Regions from separate parts of the Phocoena phocoena genome. Here region 2 is linked to region 1. The links are chromatin contacts, called in public Hi-C maps. All regions are on one chromosome and are shown on one strand. The core of a region is the stretch at or near the end of the contact, and the rest is flanking DNA. Distances in the headings are between cores, read along the strand shown.

Region 1 (7,672 bases), core at 2,580-5,079:
ACTCCTTGGCTTTATCCTGTATGGGACTCTCTGCATTTCCTGGACTTGGGTGGCTATTTCCTTTCCCATGTAAGGGAAGTTTTCGACTATAATCTCTTGAAATATTTTCTCTGGTCCTTTCTCTCTCTCTTCTCCTTCTGGGACCCCTATAATGTGAATGTTATTGCGTTTAATGTTGTCCCAGAGGTCTCGTAGGCCATCTTCATTTCTTTTCATTCTTTTTTCTTTATTCTGTTCCGCAGCCGTGAATTCCACCATTCTGTCTTCCAGGTCACTTATCCGTTCTTCTTCCTCAGTTATTCTGCTCTTGATTCCTTCTAGTGTAGTTTTCATTTCAGTTATTGTATTGTTCATCTCTGTTTGTTTGTTCTTTAATCCTTCTAGGTCTTTGTTAAACATTCCTTGCATCTTCTTGATCTTTGCCTCCATTCTTTTTCTGAGGTCCTGGATCATCTTCACTATCATTATTCTGAATTCTTTTTCTGGAAGGTTGCCTATCTCCACTTCATTTCGTTGTTTTTCTGTGGTGTTATCTTGTTCCTTCATCTTGTGATGAAGGAACATAGCCCTCTGCCTTTTCATCTTGTCTGTCTTTCTGTGAATGTGGTTTTCGTTCCACAGGCTGCAGGATTGCAGTTCTTCTTGCTTCTGCTGTCTGCCCTCTGGTGGATGAGACTGTCTAAGAGGCTTCTGCAAGTTTCCTGATGGGAGGGACTGGTGGTGGGTAGAGCTGACTGTTGCTCTGGTGGGCAGAGCTCAGTAAAACTTTAATCCGCTTGACTGCTGATGGGTGGGGCTGGGTTCCCTCCCTGTTGGTTGTTTGGCCCAAGGCAACCTAACATTGGAGCCTACCTAGGATCTTTGGTGGGGCTAATGGCGGACTCTGGGAGGGCTCACGCCAAGGACTATTTCCCAGGACTTCTGCTGCCAGTGGCCTTGTCCCCATGGTGAGCCACAGCCACCCACCGCCTCTGCAGGAGACCCTCCAACACTAGCAGGTAGGTCTGATTCAGTCTCCCCTGGGGTCACTGCTCCTTCCCCTGGGTCCCGATGCGCGCACTACTTTGTGTGTTTCCTCCAAGAGTGGAGTCTCCGTTTCCCCCAGTCCTGTCGAAGTCCTGCAATCAAATCCCACTAACCTTCAAAGTCTGATTCTCTAGGAATTCCTCCTCCCATTGCCGGACCCCCAGGTTGGGAAGCCTGACGTGGGGCTCAAACTTCACTCCAGTGGGTGGACTTCTGTGGTATAAGTGTTCTCCAGTCTGTGAGTCACCCACCCAGCAGTTGTAGGATTTGATTTTACTGTGATTGCGCCCCTCCTACCGTCTCATTGTGGCTTCTCCTTTGTCTTTGCATGTGGGGTATAATTTTTGGTGAGTTCCAGTGTCTTCCCGTCGATGAATTTTTTCCCGTCCATGATTGTCCAGCAGCTAGTTGTGATTCTGGTGTTCTCGCAAGAGGGAGTGAGAGCACGTCCTTCTACTCTGCCATCTTGGTTCAGGGCTGCATATTATTTCTTAATAATAAATATTGTAACAAACAAGGAGTCTGTTTGAATAAGACATTTTAATTACATCTGAAAACTGTCAACATGTACAAATTTAGTTACAAGACACTTTTACTGCCATCTGTCAAAATTGTAGTAAGCACACATGTCCTATCTTGGAAATAAAACAACCTATAAATTTTTTTTTGAAATAAGGAATGTCTATGTTGTGAGTAGCACTCCCTTCGATGTGACAACTTGGAACACTTGTAAAAGCAGTCCTGAATGACTCTTTTTTATTCTTGTGCTGTTTCTAGCTCCTAAATCTATCGTAAATCTGTTCCTTTTTCCACGTCCATTTTCACTGTCACTATTTTCGTTCATGTCCTTGTTTCTAGCTTGTACTATTGCAGTAGCCTCTCAGTGGTCCTGCAGCCTGACCCCATTTCGTTCACGTGCCCAAGCTGCTCTCATCACTCTGACTGCCTGTGGCATTTGCCACTCTCCCTCTGCCTGAGTGTCCTTCCCAGGGAAATTTCTACCTGCCCTTCAAGACTGCGGGTAGGCTTAAGCTCCCGTGTGTAGCTTCTGCCTCTACTGCCTGCTAATCTCCTCCATTAAAGTCCCTGGCACAGTAAAGGGCTGGTTTATGGGTTTGTTGATAAGTTTGCTTCCCACTTGGTTGTTTCTCCATCTTGCAGAGTTGACAGCCTTCCTCTTTGCTCCCATGGCCTCCTGAACACGCTTCTATGGCAGCGCATGTACACTTTTCATATCCACAGCTTTAGTCTCTTTTCCCGTCATTTGATTGAGCTCCTTGAGCCAGGGATGTGTCTGGAGAGTCTTTGAACCTCTGTGTCTGATACAGTGCTGGGTCCTGGTAGCTTCCTCCTTGTTCGCATAACTTGTGCCTTCCAGGAGGAAGTACACATGTTACATATATACTTTCTGGAAATCCAGTCCTTCTCCCTCCCGCCCCCTTTGAGAGTCTCGGAGGGGAAGGGGAAAGAGGGGTGTCTTACCTGCAGAGTCCTTGCAAGAGCCACCTGGGGAGTGCTTTTGCTGCCCTTGTCATTACCCACACAGCCACTAGGGAGCAGGAAAGCCCCATCCTTCCCCAGATCCGGGCCCAACCAGAATCAGCCGCCTTGCCCACAGAAGTCCATTCTCCAAAAGCTGGTGTGCTGAGGATCGTTTCGCAAAATCGTTGACTCAGCGAATAAACAACTGCTGATTCATCGAGGAGTCATCTGAGGCTTTGGTTTTATTCAGAGCCCCCCCCAAAGCTTCATATTTCATCTAAGAAAGAGGGAGATTTTCTTGATCTCAGTTTACTGTGTTCTCTGTTTTGGGGATATGGTATCCCACCAGGCCTGTGACCCTGCCTTCACCTGACCTCCACATCTGGGAGTGACACAGCTGGGATGACTGATTGGCCACGTGACAGGTTTCTGTCTGATGGCTGGGTTTTTTAAAAAATTAATTAATTAATTAATTAATTTTGGCTGTGTTGGGTCTTCGTTTCTGTGCGAGGGCTTTCTCTAGTTGCGGCAAGCGGGGGCCACTCTTCATCGCGGTGCGCGGGCCTCTCACTATGGCGGCCTCTCTTGTTGCGGAGCACAGGCTCCAGACGCGCGGGCTCAGTAGTTGTGGCTCACGGGCCTAGTTGCTCCGCGGCACGTGGGATCTTCCTGGACCAGGGCTCGAACCCGTGTTCCCTGAATCGGCAGGCAGATTCTCAACCACTGCGCCACCCGGGAAGCCCCTGTCTGATGGTTTTGATGTGTTGATCTTATGTGAATTGATCTAGTGCCCCAGGGAGGGTGGGGATTCTTCCTGGACCTGGTCCTCCCTACTAAGAGGGTGGGGGCATGGGAGACCCTCTTTCGGTTTCCCCTCCAAGGTGTAGCCGTGTCACCCCAGCCCTTGGTAGCGGTGCCAGCAGACTTAACTTGAAGACCAGAGGGGAGGGGGATCCCAGGAGACACGGCAGCCCCTCAAAGCCCAGTCCAGCCCCCACTGCTCCTCCTTCCATGGAGTCTCTGGAAGGCTCAGCCCCACGTCAGACAATTCATAGACCCAGCCTGGAGTGACAGTGTGAGCTCAAGGGCCTCTGCACCGTGATTGAAAGTCCTCTCACACGGAGGACATTAAGCTAAGTGAAAAAAGCCAGTCACATAGGACAAATACTGTCTGATTCCAGTCACAGGAAGTATCTAAATCATAGACACAGAAAGTAGACGGCGGTTACCAGGGGCTGGGGAGGGGGGAGCAGTATTGGCATCTAATGGGGCCAGAGCTCCAGGCTGTGGGATGGAATAGTTCTGGAACTCTCTCGGCACGATGTCGAGAACGCACCTGAAGCTGCTGAGCTGTACCTTTAAAGATGGCTAAGATGGTCAATGTTACGTGTGTGGTTGTTTTTATTTTTGTTTTTTTTTTTTAGCACAATAAAATAAAATAAGGTCTTTTTCTGTGTTTCACTTCCTTCTCTAGAAGAAAGCTTTGAACGCTTATGGCTCACAATAGGGTTTCGTTTTATGAACTCTTGGAAAGCATCAACGTTCTAGCATTTCAAATGTTTGTCTAGCTCCGGGAAAGAACACTTTCTCCTGGGAAGCAGCGCTGGTCCGAGGCCCCGAGTTTCTCCGGAGGAGGCGTTCGGGGAGAGCCCTCTGGAAGGCAGGAGAGGAGCTGTTACAGGAAGCTGTACGGGCTGCTGCGGGGCAGACGGAGGGCGAGGAGTTGGTGGGAGAAGGTAAACTATGTCTTTCGGTTTTCACCCCAATCTCGGGAAAGGGCAGGGCTGAGCGGTGAATGCTGGGACCTGCTGGGGCAGAAACACCTGCTCCGGGCTCCGGGCCCTCCCCCCACCCCCAGCTTGCGCAAAGCCTTGAAATGCCCCCGATTGTTTTCCGCACAGCCGCCTGTGCCGTCGGCACAGCGATCCTTCTCGAGGGACACTTCCGAAGCTCGGCTGGGGCTCAGCCCGGGTCCCCTCAGCCCCAGCGGAGCCTCCGCCCTCCACCTCCCACCAGCCTTTGACCGCGCCGGGTAGGTGGGCGCGGTCCCTTCCTGGCTCAGACCGCCTTGACCCAGACGTTCTCACCCTGCGATCTGGCATCACTTCTGAACTTCCCCTCCGACTGCATTGGACACCTATTTCTAAAAGGCTCTTCCTCCTCAGAAACACTATGTCAGGAAGATCCTGACCCTGCGAAGCTGGTCCAGACCCTGCTTTCCTCTCCCCGCGCCGCTGCTCCATCCTCTGAGGGGATAGAGTAGCCGCTTCACCCAGCCAAGCGATGCAGAGACGGAGGCGCGCGGAACCTGGAGGTTCTGAGACTGTGACAGGTCAGGGGACAGGACCGAGGTACGTATGTGCGTGGTGGCGGTTTCTGTGCTGGACGTGAACATGAGGATGGGAAAGGCGGCCGACGCAGGGCGGGGAGACAGCCACCTGGAAGGCTTGATTTCAGGGGCTCTGGGGTGTTCTTCCCGCCCCAGCGCAGGTCTCCCTAGCCTGGGGGGGCACAGAGGTCACCCCCTCCCCGGGGAGTCGTGTCTGTGCGCAGCTTCCTAGGAAGAGGCGGGTCTGGGAGGGAGCTGCTCGCCCCACCCAGGGCTGAGATGAAGGCCTGGAAGAAAAAGGGGGGTAGGTCCGCTCCTCCGGCATCCCCTGACATTACGACTGCGACACAAAGCAAACTCCCACCCTCACCCCGGGGAAGTCAGCGGGAGCTGCCTGCCTCCTTGAGCAGAAGCGGGCAGGGAAGCTGGCCGTTTGGACACGGATTTTCCACATTCACTCTCGTGATATTTCCCAACCCTTGCACAATCAGGATTCCATTAACTGATGGTTGAAAGTGGTCAGTGTTTGCCAAAAACACTCTTTCTGATTTTATCTAAATTTAAGCCTCCTGGGCTTTCACCCATGAACTCCCTTCCTTCCTCCTGCCGGGCTGGGACTGAGTTCTCTCCAGGCTGGGCTCTGGAAGCTTCTCTGACCACCTTTTTCTGTGCACCTGAACTGCCCCTGACGTTGGACAAATCCCTACATCACTGGAAGCTTTGCTTGGGTGCCTGAAGCCTCGTCCCCCTTGGGCTCTATCCTGGGAAGAAGGTGGAGCCTGCTTTAGAGTCTCACAAGAGTTCTGGAGAAAGCTTTCTTTCTTTCATTTTTTTAAGTTTTTAAAAAATTCTTGAATTTTATTCTATTTATTTTTTTATACAGCAGGTTCTTATTAGTTACCTATTTTATACGTATTAGTGTATATATGTCAATCCCAATCTCCCAATTCATCCCACCACCACACCCTTCCCCGCTTTGTGTCCATACATTCGTTCTCTACATCTGTGTCTCTATTTCTGCCCTGCAAACCGGTTCATCTGTACCATTTTTCTAGATTCCACATATATGCGTTAATATACGATATTTGTTTTTCTCTTTCTGACTTACTTCACTCTGGATGACAGTCTCTAGGTCCATCCACGTCTCTACAAATGACCCAATTTCATTCCTTTTTAAGGCTGAGTAATATTCCATTGTATATATGTACCACATCTTCTTCATCCGTTCGTCTGTCGATGGGCATTTAGGTTGCATCCATGACCTGGCTATTGAAAATAGTGCTTAAATGAACATTGGGGTGCATGTCTTTTTGAATTATGGTCTTCTCTGTGTATATGCCCAGTAGTGGGATTGCTATGTCATATGGTAATTCTTTTTTTTTTTTTTTTGCGGTACACGGGCCTCTCACTGCTGTGGCCTCTCCCGTTGCGGAGCACAGGCTCCGGACGCGCAGGCTCAGCGGCCATGGCTCACGGGCCCAGCCGCTCCACGGCATGTGGGATCTTCCCGGACCGGGGCACGAAGCCGTGTCCCCTGCAGCGGCAGGCGGACTCTCAACCACTGTGCCACGAGGGAAGCCCGGAAGGTACTTTCCTGTTGTTCTTCTATCCACTCTGTTTGTGAGTTGAACATTGTTGTGTTGCTTTTTGTCCCAACAGAACCAGTGGAAACCTGTGTCAGGAGAGAGAGTCAGAGCCGGACTGCTCCATGTTGGAACTGAGGCTTCTTCTTTTAGGGAAACATGGCTCAGGGAAAAGTGCCACAGGAAACACCATTCTGGGCAAAGCTGTGTTCAAGTCCAGGTTCAGTGAGCAGATGGTGACTAAAACGTGCCAGAGAGAGAGTGGGGCCACGCAGGGGAGGGAGGTTGTGGTCATCGACACTCCTGACCTTTTCTCCTCAATAACTTGTGCCAATGACACGGAAGGCTACATTGAGTGCTGCCTGGAGCTCTCAGCTCCCAGGCTAGACGCCTTGCTTCTGGTAATTCCCATTGGCCATTATAAGGTGGAGGACAGAGAAACAATCAAGGGCATCCAGAAGGTGTTTGGAGCTAAAGCCAGGAAGCACATCATTATAGTCTTTACTTGGAAGGATGATTTGATGGATGGCTTGCTGGAAGATTACATTGAAAGTGACAAGTCTATTAGGGACTTAGTTCAAAACTGTGGCGGCCGATACTGCGCTTTCAACAACAAGGCAAGTGAGGATGAGCGGGACGCCCAGGTGAAGGACCTCCTCTGCAAGGTCCAGTGTTTGGTGGATGAGAACCAAGGACCATACTGGGTGAACTTCAGAAATGAAGACAGTGGATTCCAGGTGAGGATTCTTGTGAAGGTCTCCAAGGGTCTCTGTTGTTAGAGCTAGCGGGATAGAGGCACAAATAAGTGAAATGTTGCAGAGGCTTTGTTTAAAGGGATATTTATCCATAAACTGGAAAGATGAGGCTACTTTGAGTGTTATACTTTATTGGCAAATTAATGGATATATTTAAGAGCTTATCTGACTTTACCCCTCATAGTATTGGACACATAAATGACTCATTAGACCCTCTCTTCCCTTGGCTTCAGTAAAACTATCCTCTTCTTGTTTCTTCGTCCTCACTTGCTACTCCAGAGAGTGCTGAGTCCTCCTCTAGTGACCTGACAGCTGGCATCTTCAGGGCTTGGTTCTCGCCCTTCCTCCCTCCTCTATACTTGTGTCCTCAGGTGATTCCACATTTTTACAACTTTGAGCTTCATCTGTTGCGAACAGTTTCCAAATTAGTAACTCCAGTCCAGGTCTTTCCTCTTGAGTTCTGACTCCTTTGTCCATCCAATTGCTATCTGACATCG
Region 2 (7,672 bases), core at 3,755-6,254, 180 kb after region 1:
ATTGTATTCAGAAACGTACTCTGACTTCCTTGAAGGCTGTGGAAAAAAAATAAAAAGGCACCCCCCCCCAAGAGAGAAAGATGAGGACATTTCGGTGGGGGGGCGGGGGTGGTCTCGGGGGCCTGAAGAGGCTGAGGGAGAAAGGGGGAGGGGACTGGGGGTGAGGGAGAAGAGGAATGGGGTCCGTGCAGAGTCAGTGCCTGGGAAATTAAGGAACTGGAATTTGTTAGAGCGGGGCTTGACAAGGGCCAGACTGTAAGGGTAGTATTTCAGGCTTAGCCGACTATCTGGTCTCCATTGCAGCCACTCAACCGTTCCCTTGCAGAGCAAAGGGACAAGATGCAGGCGCCAGGCGAGGCTGCATCCCCATACGACTTTATGCAATTTGAATTTCATGTACTTTTCGTATGTGAAACATTTTGCTTCTTTTGATTTCTTCACCCTTCAATAAATGTAAAAGCCCTTTTTTAGCTCACAGGTTATGCAAAACGGGCGGCAGGCTGGATTAGGTCTGCAGCCTGCGGTTAGCCGACTCCCGTCTTAGGAAGTTTTCCATCATGGGTTGAGCTCTGATGTACTGGAACATCTTGAACCCCAAAGTCAGCACAATCGTGTGTGATACCTGCAGAAATTTGGGGAAAGGGTGGCGTTGCCCATTTCAATGGTAGCAAAGAGAAGAGGGCAGACATTGGCGTGAAATCTGAGTGGAAGTCACGAAGTCAGTGGAAACGGGAAATCCGAAGAGGAGGGCCCTGTGCGGCCCCTCTGAGCTTCTCCTTTGGGATAGCTGCCGCCCCCAGCCCCTGCTTCGTACCCTGTAGGGGAGACCCGCAGTCGTCCCAGGCAGCCTGTGACTGGATGGGCAAGTGATGAATACGCTAGAGTGAATCTCAGGAACTTAACTGTGATTCCCAAGCGTCATTCTGCAAACCTCCACTGGTACTAAGGTGCGTGTTGGTCTCTACAGCGCTACCCCATAACTGATTCCAATCTTGTGCAAGCAGTGCTATGTTTGAGCTCCACAAACTCTTGAAACCCCAAGGAACTCTTGCGTTCTCAGCCCAAGGACCCCCTCCTCAATGCAGTGTTTCCAAACGGTCCGACCTAACTCGGTCTCTCCCTTCCTTGTCTTCATCCAGTCCCGCTCCACCAACACCTGTGTGAGCACTGAGTGTCGGGCTCTATGCTCAGCGCGGTAGGGGGATAAAGGCATATAAAAATGGGTATGAGAGAGAAATGTGTCAGCCAGAAGGAGGGGGCGGGCTCCGAGGGGGGGCGGGGGGTGGGGTTCGGGGGTGGGCAGAGGCAACCTAGCCAGGGCTGGGCTTCTAGGAATGTGCCGGCCCCTCCCACCCGGGACTCACTCAGGAGGAGGGAGCCCACGCTCAACGCGGGGAATGAGAATCCTGGTAGGAGGGATGCAGGGAGGCACCTGGCTGGGCGGGGCCCTGGGCATCACCCCCAGGGTTCAAGGGCTACCTTCCCGAAGCTTTTAAGTAAGTTAGGAATTTTAGGAAGACCATGCTGCCGCAATGTGGCCATTGGACTAAATAAGTGTAAGCCTGAGAACAAAGGATACCATTCAGAAGAAAAGAATTCCATCTTGGCCGTCAGAGTCTGCGCCATAACACGAGGCGTGGGGAAGGAGAGGAGGGAACGCGGAGGGGCGACACCGACGGGGTGGAACTGACACAGTGTGGGCACTAGCAGCAAGGTCGGGAGGGACCCAGGTTTCCGTCTCGCCTCCCCGTGACGGTGGCTCCCTGCACTGTCCCGGACCCTCAGAGGGAGAGTGGGCTGCGCAGAGGAAGGCAGACTTTGGATCTGGGTGTGCTGTCCTTGAAGCCCTCTGGGCGGGGCGGTCTCATCCTCCCTCCAGGGAAGGCATCCCTACCAGGCAGGAACTCGGCCCAAGAAAGTATTAAGAGAGCAGGGCTGCAGGAGGACGGTCTCCCTCCAGGTGTGTAGATGGTCCATTCCCAGGCCTCCCCGCACCAAGAAGTCATCTTTCCCCAGGAGCAGCGTTGCCCAGTGATCCAGACGACATTCCACCTTTGTTGATTTCCAAGAGGAATAAAGCCGGAGGGTTAACCCAAGGATATTTTACAGCAGAGAAGGAGAAAGGGTTTTGCTCAGCCTGTACTCACACATGAATGTTCACCACAGTAACTCCTTGGAAAGTGTTCAAATATGGCTCTGTTTCTCCCTCAAAGGATAAAGGAAGCATGGAAAAGACCCCCCTAGGGATCGTCCCATTTCCTCTGCCCCCTCCTTTTGTCATTTCCAAAATAATGCAACTCTAGGGATTTTTCACTTTCTTCAGGATTCAGTGAGTGTCTACTCTAAGCAGGAAATTTGGCTGTAGAGGGAGGTCCTTCCTGATACCGGGAACAAGAAAAGAGAAATTCGTTTATTTAGTCTCAATTCACTTACTCACAGGAAGCATGAAAACAGGGAAGTTCTGATAGATTTAAGGATTTTTTTAAAAGGATATGGAGAACGCTTCATTAGTTCAAATGTTTTCAAATGCAGGTAGAAGAGACCCCAAACTCCAATAGCTTAAGCAATAAGGGAATTTATTGGCTGACATACTGGAAACGCAGAGACAGTGCAAGCTTCAAGGCGGTTGAGTCGGTGGCTCGGGTTGACTCCATCATTCTGCTTGGCTTCAACCTCAGGTCGGTAGCCACACGGCTGCTGTCGTTCCAAGCATTACACGCAGGTCGAACAATGCTCAGAGGAGGAAGAGACTGTCTCTCTATGGGGGTCTTTCCTGGGCAAGCAGAAACCTGGCCCCAGCTCTGCAGACTTTTTCTCACTTCCCATTGGCCTGAATTGGGTCTCAGGCCTATGCCTGAGCTGCTCACTACAAAGAAAATGAGATTGTATATAGACCAGCCAGGCATCCCTCGAACTGAGCCATCGTCATCTTCCTCTGAGGCACGTGGCTTCACCGAGGGACTGGTGGAGGCGTGAACCGAGCCAGAAACCCACAAGGAAGTTGGGAGCTGCGGAGATGACAAACCATGTCCCCTGCAGACCAACAGAATTTATTTCTGAAATGAACAAAGAATCCTTGAGGTGATACTTTAGAAAAGCCTCTGACAAACAGATGAAACAGAGGAGGATTAAAGATGATACCAAATGATCAGCAGAATAAGAAGAAAAAGTAAGCCGCACCAGACAAGACACACACAAAGAGCATCGTGCACGAAGATCCAGTGTTTGACTCGCAGGAGCGCCTTGAAGGCGCGGTTTCTCTGGGCCTCTTTCAGGTCTTGCTTTTGCTTTGCAATATGCGACCGCACCTTGGCCAGGTAGCGCACGTGACCTTCTCCACGGGGGTCGCCCCCGCCCTGCTGGAGCCGCTGTGCATCAAAGAAGAGGTCGTTGCTGAGGCAGGCGCCCTGGAGCTCCCTCTCCAGCCCCTCGACCACGGCCATCAGCTCGGCCAGCTGCTTCCTCTGCTCGTCCCCGGAGGCCCGGTTGCTGAAGGCGCAGTACCTGTGCCCGCACTCCCGGACCAGGCCCCTCAGCCTGACGTTGTCTGTGTTTGCTACGTAGTCATGCAAGGATCCGTCCGCTAAGTCCTCCTTGCGGGTGAAGAGGATGACCGTGTGTCTCAGGGCTCTCGCCCCAAAGACCTCCTTCACCCTGGTCACGGCCACCACGTCCTGCTCTGTGAAGCGCCCCAGCTGGGTCACCAGCAGCAGCACGTGAGGCCCCGGGGCCGAGAGCAGGTAGCAGTCCCCGATGTCCTCGTACGCCTCTTGGTCCTGGGCCCTCGCCTCAAAGATGGGGGGCGTGTCCACCACCAGGACGCTCCTCCCATCCCACGTGCCCGTTGCGCCCTGACACTTCCTGGTCACCGACTGGGCCGCCAGCCTGGACTCAAACACTGGCTGGCAGAGGATGCTGTTCCCGGTGGCACTCTTCCCGCTGCCTGTTTTGCCCACCAGGATGATCCTCAACCAAAACGATCCTGGATTTAAGCTCTCTTCTCCTCCGCCTGTCAGAGCACACAGAAAGTTAATGTGCCATTGCCATGGACTGAATGTGTCCCCCCCAAAATCATATGCTGAAACCCTAATTGTCAATGGTATCTGGAAGTTGCGTCTTTGGGAAGTGCTGAGGTCTAGATGAGGGCGTGAGGATGGAACTCCATGATGGAATTAGCGTCCTTCTAAGAAAAGAAAGAGACTGGAACTCTCTTTCCACCAGATGAGGACACAGCAACCCGGAAGAGTGTTCTCCCCAGACACCAGATCTACCACACCTCGACCTTGGACCTTCCAGCCTCCAGATCAGTGAGAAATTAACATTCGTTGATTACCACCCAGTCTGTGGTGGTTGTTTTAGCAGCCTGAACTGACAAAAAGAGTAATAAATGCCTTTTTAGGAGGAAGAGAACGAAAGATAAAAAGGAAAAGACCTAGAAGGAATAGCCTCCCTGGATCAATTAGGCTATCACACTCTCTTTTCCCAGAACAGGGCTGGGCTCAGAGTAAATATTGTTACATAGAGAATAAAGGGAAGTCTTGCAGGGTTGGTGGATAAATCATCCCAGCTGGCCAAAGTCATCAGGATCGCTCCTTTTGGGATGCTGAATTTTTCCACCCTTTCCAGAACATTCTCCCTATTCAGTTCCCACCCTGAAGGCCTTCTGATGCTCAGAGCTTCCTACAACCATTAAATTAATTGTCAGTTGCATACTTTCATCTCCTCCCATCCCTGCCTGGTCTCTGTTTTACAAGATGGCAGGGTTTTACCTGAAAGAACTTACCCTCACTAAGGAGAGCATGACAGCAGATAGCCTAATAAGTTCTATTTCTTGGGGGACATGCATTTTCTTTGTGTTGAGGTGACTCTAGTCTTGTACCTTTCCCTACCGGTGGGAAGTTTGCTGACCCAATGCTGAGTTCATGGTCCCCAGGTGTTGTGCAGGGCTCCACCAGATCTTACCTTTGATGCACGTGTCTTCTCCACCCTTCTGAAGCCCCTCCATTTTGTTCTAGACGGAAAACAGGCAGAGACTGTTCATACTCGAGTCGGATGTGACATCCGACACAAAACACCACATTTTATAGATGAGGAGATTGAAGGGAGAAAAAAACGACTACTGAAGGTCACACATACTTTAATGGACGAGCCGAGACTAAAACCCAGGGCTGCGGACCCTCAGCCATTCTCGGCACTAGACTGAACTTCCTCACAAAGAGTATATACACAGTCCCAACACAAGAGCAACGCACGTGGTTTCCCGCCGCCTGGATTTAGCTACTAACAGGACGCACTGAAAACGTGCTGTCCACCCAGAAGACCAACTGAGGAAGTTGGTCATATCCTGGCTTCCTGGCTCTCTGTCTTCAGGATCTCAGTCCTGGCACCCAAACTCAAGATTGCCTCGCAAAGTTTCGCCTTGGGTAAACTCACAAAAGACGTTCTTCCCTAAGTTTCCGTGGTGATGGTGGTAGAGAGGGTCACGAATCATCCCAGTTTGCCCAGGACTGAGAGGATCCCCTGATCAAAGGAACTTCAGTGTTGAAACTGGGAGAGCCCCAGGCAAACCAGGACGAGTTGGTCATGCCAGGAGTAGGAGATTGTCATGACCCCAGGTGGGCAGTGGGGTGGAGCATACGTCCGGTAAACAGAGGGAAGACCTGATCTGTTAGGCTCAGACCAGCTCTTATGTTACCAAAGAGTTATGCTTCCATATTCTCAGCTCAAATAGTCTCTGACCAGTAGCTACCTCAGGGGCATCCCTCTCCAGTCCACTCCCCTTCTTTCATTGTACCCCATATGCCTTTTTCTTGATCTTTGTCTTTCTTCCTACTTCCTACTTCCTGTGCTCAGCGAGTGGGGCCACTCAGGCCCCATCCAAGGATGACTACTCAAGCTTCACTATTGGGAAAGAACTTCACGACCCTTGCCAAAACTGCATCAGGACCTCACTGTGTGCCAAGTTTTAGAGTATTTTCTAAGGCTCAAGGAGTTAATGCTAAAGAATGAATCTCTAATTGTGGAATTTCAGCATCTAGGACAGGTGAACCGAAAAAAACTACTTTTTGGAATAAGTAGATTTCCTCCACACTCCTTGGAATCACACCATATAGGATGTTATCTAGCCCCTCCACCTCTGAAACTGGCCACTGTGATTACCTTTGAAGGAAAAATAATTTAATAAATAAATAACTTGGGAATTATTTTAATTTGAATGTCAAAATTCAGCTTCTATCAGACAGTTTCCCGGTAATATCTTGTAATTCGTTCTAATGGTATTTTCAAGCCAAAAGAGAATTCAGCCTCAAGACTTCAACATCAGCTCCTGCCTGAGTTTCTATCCTGCCAGTTTTGGACCTACTAGCCCCCATAATTGCGTGAGCCAATCTTTCAAATAGATTTCTTCATATATACATCCTATTGGTTCCGTTTTTTCTGGAGAAAACTGATACATCGATCCAGCTAATTCTCTCTGTTGAAATCTGGAGAAGGAGCAAACCTGAAAATAATTCTCACCTTTGGCTGGATCTTTTCAAGCATGAAGTCTACAGGGAGGACTTTTTAAAAGATGTGATTGCATAGGGGAGGCAAATGGGGACACCGGTGTTTTTTAGATATCAGCTTGTTTTCTGTGCTGATGATCTTGAAACCAAGGTGCTCTGTTTTCTCATTTACTGCCCTTGGATCATCTTGAATGGTGGTCTCCAGAGAGGACCAGCAAGGAGGGGCTCCCAAGCATCTGAGGACACCAGGCTGGTACCAGGTAAGTGATTGGATGAATGTTAAGGGGCAGAGAAGGTGATGCTGAAAGAGCTGCAGAAAGGGGAGCTGGAGGGGGGCTGGAGCTGATATGCCTGGACTCAGAGAAATCAGGTAACACCGTCCACGTCTTTTATATATGAGGAATACAGCAGCAATGTGAAGCCACCTGCACCCAGGACTGTGGGTTGAAGGGATACCCGAGAGAGATGGCAACCCCTTCACGGTGTCTCCCGGCCAATTGGGAGTGCAGGCAGGACCAGAGTGCGCTGCCTGCCCTGTGTGCTGGGAGGGATGTTCCCCTCTGGCTGCCCCTCAGACCCTCGGGAACGGGTCAAGCAACGCTACTCACGTGATGTGTATGGCCAAGCGACTGGTAGCCAGCCATCTTGGAACAAGAATGAGAGGCTTGAATTCCTGCTCTCTCTGAGTCTAGCCTGAGCAGAAAGAGAAGTGAAAAAAGGGGCCCCTTCTCAAGAACCATCTTTCTCAATTATTTTGGGAGGATTTTTTTTCCCTCTCTAGTCCAAACGGCCACACCTCTGGCCAGAAGGCTGCCACCGGGTCCCAGCTGTACACCCTCCCCTACTCTGTCCCCTGCAGATCCCTGTGCCCTTGTCGCCACATTAGTCCCCTCCCGACATCACCATCATCGTGCTTCCTTCTGGCCATCAACCTCACTGCAGAGCCATCATCCTTCCATCCACTCATTGAAAATGTTACTAAATACCTGGCTTTGCTAGACACTTCTCTCCCTACACTTGGAGGACGGTTGGACCAGTTTAGAGAACAGCTCCTTCCAAAGACAGGGAAAGAAGGTGATTCCTTGTACCACCCTTGGGAAGCCCCACTTCCTGCGACGTCTCCACTGGGCAGGGCTGAAAGGAGCACGTGGGGACAGGAAAGGTAGAGG

Evidence for each region. Hi-C and Micro-C count contacts between places; a contact is called where the count stands out from the background.
Region 2: a contact with region 1 is called in a Hi-C map of lung, with 5 times the contacts expected there. The contact joins the promoter of LOC136127993 here to the promoter of GIMAP8 in region 1. A contact is called at or near these places in 2 of 2 Hi-C or Micro-C datasets (kidney and lung).

What each region holds. Positions count from the first base shown.
Region 1 is chr9:99,672,520-99,680,191 of mPhoPho1.1, forward strand. GIMAP8 (GTPase, IMAP family member 8) reads left to right here and starts at 3,830. Exons shown (of 8, transcript XM_065883616.1): 1 at 3,830-3,860; 2 at 4,077-4,234; 3 at 4,410-4,540; 4 at 6,497-7,157. The coding sequence starts at 3,830.
Region 2 is chr9:99,850,162-99,857,833 of mPhoPho1.1, forward strand. It overlaps LOC136127993 (GTPase IMAP family member 5-like), which reads right to left and starts at 5,005. Exons shown (of 2, transcript XM_065883622.1): 1 at 4,963-5,005; 2 at 3,129-4,009. The coding sequence starts at 5,005. The coding sequence ends at 3,129.